Linked DNA regions of Mus musculus: region 1 is linked to region 2. A link is a contact called in public HiChIP or PLAC-seq data. All regions are on one chromosome and are shown on one strand. Each heading gives the region's core, a stretch centred on a gene start, on an enhancer-like site or on the middle of the called end of the contact. The rest is flanking DNA. Distances are from core to core; before and after follow the strand shown.

Region 1 (2,759 bases), core at 66-2,565, 280 kb before region 2:
ATACAGAGGAACTTTTCCGAAAGTCTAAAGTCATTTCTATTCATCTTTAACAAGAGGAAAATCCATATTCCCCTTTTCTTCAGGAAGGAAGGAGAAGTACAGTCTTTCATGTGTCTGACTCTCACTATTGAATAAATTGCACCACCACCACCACCACCACCACAACAACAACAACAACAAGACTGTCCACAAACTATTTTAAAGCCTTGTATTTGAGAACTTACTCTAGTTTCTTAACACCCTCACCGCAATCGCCTAAAGGCAGAAGATGCATCAGGCTAGCACACTATCTCAACTCCCGGTGTATGCCACACTGTTCAGTTAAAATTCAAGCCATGCTTATGTAACAAAATGTGATTTCTTTTTCTTCTTACCTTTGTGTTACCAGTCATTGCTGAATTTTACCAGGTAACTGATGATCCTAGATCCTGGGTCCTAGATCTCTTGCCACAGCTCTTTGAAGTTCTAGTTATTTTCCTCTGTTTGCCGTGGTTTGGGGAATCTTGAAATGCGTTTTATCTATGACACTGGCAGTATTAGGAGAGTCTCTCTAGGAATCAGTCTACTGTCCAGACAAGTATTAGCTTTTACTTTAAACATGGATTACACTGTGAGAAATGGCATCTTAGGGATCATCGCTTCCAAACGCTTAAAAGCATCAAACTGAAGTCAGTTGAGCTTTTCAAGCTTCTATTCAAGTTCATTTGCCAGTAAGTACTCATATTTTCTATACAAAATTAACATAAATTAACACACAAGCCACATTCTGAGGGGTCTTGCTACTTCAAGTGTGACCCATGGACTCACGGCATCAGCATTACTTGGGAGTGGAGCTCAATAAAAAAATACCATTTTTCAGGCCCTGGTCCAGTGTTCCTGAGAGAATGTTCACTTTAGCAATATTCCCTGGTGACTTCAGTAAGTTAGAGTGCTGCTCTGGGGGAGAATCTTTTCACTTAGGCATTTGAATAAAATTCATATGTTGCAAATTCCCCAAGAAAAGCCATGGTTCCGCTCATTTTACCAATGATAAAGTAGAGGATCTCCATAAGACAATGTCTTGGTCATATTCATATATCCAGAAGCTGGCAGAACCCGGGAGGGAAGATCTTCAGCTTCCTAATCCTCTCCTACATACTATCCATACCCCGAGACTCATTTTCATCTGCCAAGAAATTGTAGAAATAAATGCTTAGAAGTACTGGCTGAAATGTCTAAACATCGCCTGTGCTTGCAAAGTTTCTCTCCACTGTGCAGCACTTGCTATGTATCAGAGCAGAGCCAGACCAGGGTAGGGGTTTCCCTGCTGACTCTTGCGGATGGAATGTGTTCTTTAGCAAGTCAACACTAGTGTCAGGTGGGTAAGGACCTACATCCGGTAGATCAAGGGCATGCAATCATTCCTTAGGTAATTTGTTTCCTTTGTACTAGACCCAAGTCTCACACAGGAGCTCTGGATTCTGCCAGTCAGGTCCTTGCTTTGCAGTGACCTTTGCTGTTTATGAGGCCACATCACTAGCCAGCCCAGCCCACTGTAAGTGCTATGCAGAGAGTGATAAGCAGAGTAACCATGGTTATGATAGTGATCTTTTAGAAACCTTTATTATAGAATATAGATTGTACTGGCAAGGGTGGCTAAGGTTTCTTTGGAGCCCAGGGAGTAGAGTTGCAAGAACCTGGTTAATTACCAAACAGTTCATAGAGGGATGCCACCTTTGTGGGGAGCCTTCATTCTTAGTCAGATACAGGTCATGCTAAATGTTAAGAAATACCCTACATGGAAAAGATTGTATCACTCCATCCCTGCATTTATAATTGCATTTATCTTTTAGGTAATCAGTTTAAAGAAAATTACTTCAGAAATGTATACCAAAAAAATTAACAGTTTTCTTTACACCAACTCATTTTGTTACCTTTAAAATAACAACCATTTAAACCATTTATCAAACACTTCACAGATCAGCTGGGCAGTTCCAGCCAGGGCCAGCTTGGGCAACATTCCTATACTCTCATGTGTTAGAAGCTAGGTGAACCAGGAAGGCTATGTTCACACAGTAGATTATCAGGTGTGTACCTGACTGTCTAGCAGACAAGTTCAGCTTTCTTCCCTTAGCAGTCTCAAGGCCCAGAGAGCAGCAAGAGCCAGCCCTGTTTGCATCAGACTTGCTACTGTGTCTTAACAAGAGAAACTCACTTAACTTATTAGAGTCGGAGACAATGTGGTAGGCTATGAATCCATCCCAATAACCTCGCCTACTTCATTATTATGGGATAATTCTGTGGCATAGGCTGAGCTGTATGCTCAGCAAAGAAGCTAAAATTGTATGATGGCCAGAGGATTCTGGTATGGAAGCAGCAGTAGACAATCTGACTTTACACACGACTTTCATCATTAGGATATAAACAACTGCTGAGGGCAGCTCACAGGCCCATGCTGTAGACCTAAGTAGAATTAGCGACAGAATATAAGGACAAGTCAAAGGCTTAAGTGCTAAAGATTGTAAACCACGGTAAATGGAGGAATGGAGGATGTTGTTAAGATGTTATTACATTTTCAAAGATGCGTTGCTCTGACCAGTTCTGTGGCTTCTATGTCTCCTACTTGGTAGACATACTAATATAGAGAACTTTTCAACATGAAGAGTCTTTGATGCTTTCAACAATATTACAGAGATATTGCTTCTATTTTTAGCACCAGACGGCCATTTAAAACATTCCCTGGGGTTAAAAAATAATCCTGTCTGGGGATGTAGCTGAGT
Region 2 (2,700 bases), core at 118-2,617:
TTTTAATAGAATCCTGCCTTGAAATTGCAGCTTTGTGCTAGGGGAAAAAAAATCGCAGTTTTCTTTAAAGTTACACATGAACAGTTTCTGGCTTCAAAAGACAGAGATCAAAATAAACTCCAGCTGTTGCCTAAGAACCACGCATCTGTGGGACAGGAGAAACCAATGCAGATACTGTATGGCTGCCGGGTTCCCAGCACAGGGCTGGTGAGATATGAGCTATGAGCACTAGAGTCTTCTCAGTGGTCAAGGAGTTGCAAAGCCCAAATAGGAGTTAAGATGCTCTTGCTTACACCCATCACTGGGCTGCTTTGATTTCCCAACATGGCCATCTACAGACATAGCCTCCAGTCATCAAGGAGCAGGAGCACAGCCTTATCACTTCCCCTTGGAAACCAAACCTCAAAAACTCACGTGCAGGATATAGAAAGGACAGTGGTGAAAGTGGCTTTGTTGGAGCAGATCATTCAGATGACAAGCCACACTTTGTAAAGATACCTTTACATGTTCCAAATTTTATTTTCAGGGCTGATAAAGAAGATGGGTGAGAGCCTAACTAAATCAAACTGAGGATTTTATTTCAGACGATGGAGATGAAGTAAAGGGACACCTTGCTGGAAATGTCTTAAGACTGGAACTTCAAAGGACGCTCAGCAGTGGGAACAAGATTGTTAAGAATGTCAGTAGGAAGGGAATATCTCCCAAAATATCCCAGGGGTGCAAAACAACAGCAAAACAGAAGGCGAAGAAAGCAGAAAAATCACTTATTATAGACTTTACATGTTCAAAGTCTTAATGCTACCCATGACCCTTCATATGCCTCTTACAGTTTCATATCTCATGTGCTCAGGTAAGACATTAAAAAGCAGTGGCTCCTCTGAAAAGGACTTGGACATGTTGCTCTAACTATGCTAAAGTCCTACTAACGAGAAGCTACATTTTCAAATAGAATCCCAACTAACACCAGCTGGTGAGTTTATTAAAGTTTAACCCTATCCCCTAGAAGATAGACAGCACTCCACATTCAAGATCCAGGGCTGAGGGAGCTAATAGAAATAGGGAAGGGGCACAGGACTATGCTAGGGCCCTTCAGTTCATGGATCCCACAGCAGCAGCAGCTGAGGCAGTGGTGATACCTGGAAAGAGTTTTTGCCTAGCAAATTCCAGGGCTCTACCCTAAGATTTTCTGAGTCAAACTCTGAGAGAGAGAGAAACTAATCTATGTACCAGCTTCTCAAGGTGATTCCTTCTTAGGTCAGACAAGGGCAAGCTAAAAGGACTTTATGGAACTACCTAGCACAGTGACCCTCAGGGGTTGCTCATCAGATATCATTCATAGCAAATGTTTACATTATGATTCATAAAAGTAGCAAAACTACAGTTATGAAGTAGCAACAAGCTAACTTCGTGGCTGGTGGGGTCACCACAATGTGAGGAACTGTACTAAAGGGTTGTGGCCTTAGGAAGGTTGAGACCCACTGATCCAGCAGCTCTCTGAGAGGCCAGCACTAGAAAGACTGTGTATATCACAGGAAGAGTGTTTGCAGGAGGGCGGGTTAAGGAGACTGGGTATCTCGGTCCGCAGAATGAAATGAGGTTAGTCACTGCCACCTGTGCTGTGGTCTGGAGACATAAAGCCCACAAGTATGCATGACCTTTGATCTCTGGGAGAACAATGGACTCTTCCTGCCACCCTTTTCATTTTTCCTGTGACAACGAGAAGAAAGAACAGGTTCCAGGACCTAAGTTCAAGGGCCTAAAGCAGGACTCAAGTAAGCACAGGCTATCTGCCAGCTTCCTTGTTGGAGACTTGACTTCAGTTGCCTACTTATTAGGATGGGCCTCACAAACACACACAGACCTCCTTCTCACTTGGCTCCCTTTTTGTTTCCCAGGTGAGCTAAGTTCTCCATTGCTAAACCTGACCCCACTCTCCTTCCCTCTCCTGTGGAAGCAAGTCTGTTAGCAATGTCCTAGATGCTTCTATTTTGACTCAGAATTAACCCAACAGATCTTTTCAATGAACAATTATTGTATGCATAAAACACTGCCCAGGCCTTGGTTACTTTCTCTCTCTCTCTCTCTCCCTCTCCCTCTCCCTCTCCCCCCCCCTCTCTCTCTCCCCCCCTCTCTCCCACTCTCCCTCTCTCTCTCCCCCCCTCTCTCTCTTTCTCTCTTTCTATTTATGTATGCTATCTACTCACACTCCTTCCTCTATCAAGAGCCTCAGAGTTCAAATGCACCAATCATTATGGATTTAGAACAGCTGTTTTTGACTTATTTTCTTTGATATATTCTACATTTCTTTAGTTGCTGCACCTGAGCTCTCAAGGATCGAAGGAGAACATTAGGTGTCTACTTTATCATTCTCCACTTTAGTACTTTGAGGCAGGGTCTCTTACTGAACCCAGAGGTAGGCTGGCAGATGCCAAGCCCTGTGGATTCTCATATCTTCAGGCCCCATAACACTTGTGTTATGGGCACATCCAGCTACACTCAGCTTTCTGACATAGGTGTTGGGATCTGACCACAGGTCCTAAGCTTTTAGAGGTAAGCATATTGGACTCCCCTTCTAGATCCTATTAACTTCTGTCTGCTTATTCAAAATAAACATCACTCATATCTCCTTAATTGAGGTTAATTTAGCTCCCTATAGTATACTACTAAAAACCATCATTAAGCTGATAATGGAATGGTATC

The links. HiChIP or PLAC-seq counts read pairs in DNA pulled down with a chosen protein or histone mark.
Region 1: a FOXA1 HiChIP or PLAC-seq map of pancreatic cancer cells shows a contact between it and region 2. The contact joins two enhancer-like sites. A contact is called at or near these places in 1 of 15 datasets of contacts at CTCF or cohesin (the NIH/3T3 cell line), 3 of 484 Hi-C or Micro-C datasets (nephron progenitors, peritoneal macrophages and uterus) and 1 of 115 datasets of contacts at active chromatin or transcription factors (pancreatic cancer cells).

What each region holds. Positions count from the first base shown.
Region 1 is chr2:137,412,272-137,415,030 of GRCm38.p6, reverse strand. No RefSeq gene overlaps it. Among named protein-coding and RNA genes, the nearest start is that of Gm14055, 130 kb to the right of the region's middle. Within about 2 kb of position 1,315, at least 34 of the 459 cell types and tissues checked have an H3K27ac peak or open chromatin away from gene starts, as enhancers often do. A contact at or near this core is called in pancreatic cancer cells, where this site is marked.
Region 2 is chr2:137,133,123-137,135,822 of GRCm38.p6, reverse strand. No RefSeq gene overlaps it. Among named protein-coding and RNA genes, the nearest start is that of Jag1, 18 kb to the right of the region's middle. Within about 2 kb of position 1,367, at least 17 of the 459 cell types and tissues checked have an H3K27ac peak or open chromatin away from gene starts, as enhancers often do. A contact at or near this core is called in pancreatic cancer cells, where this site is marked.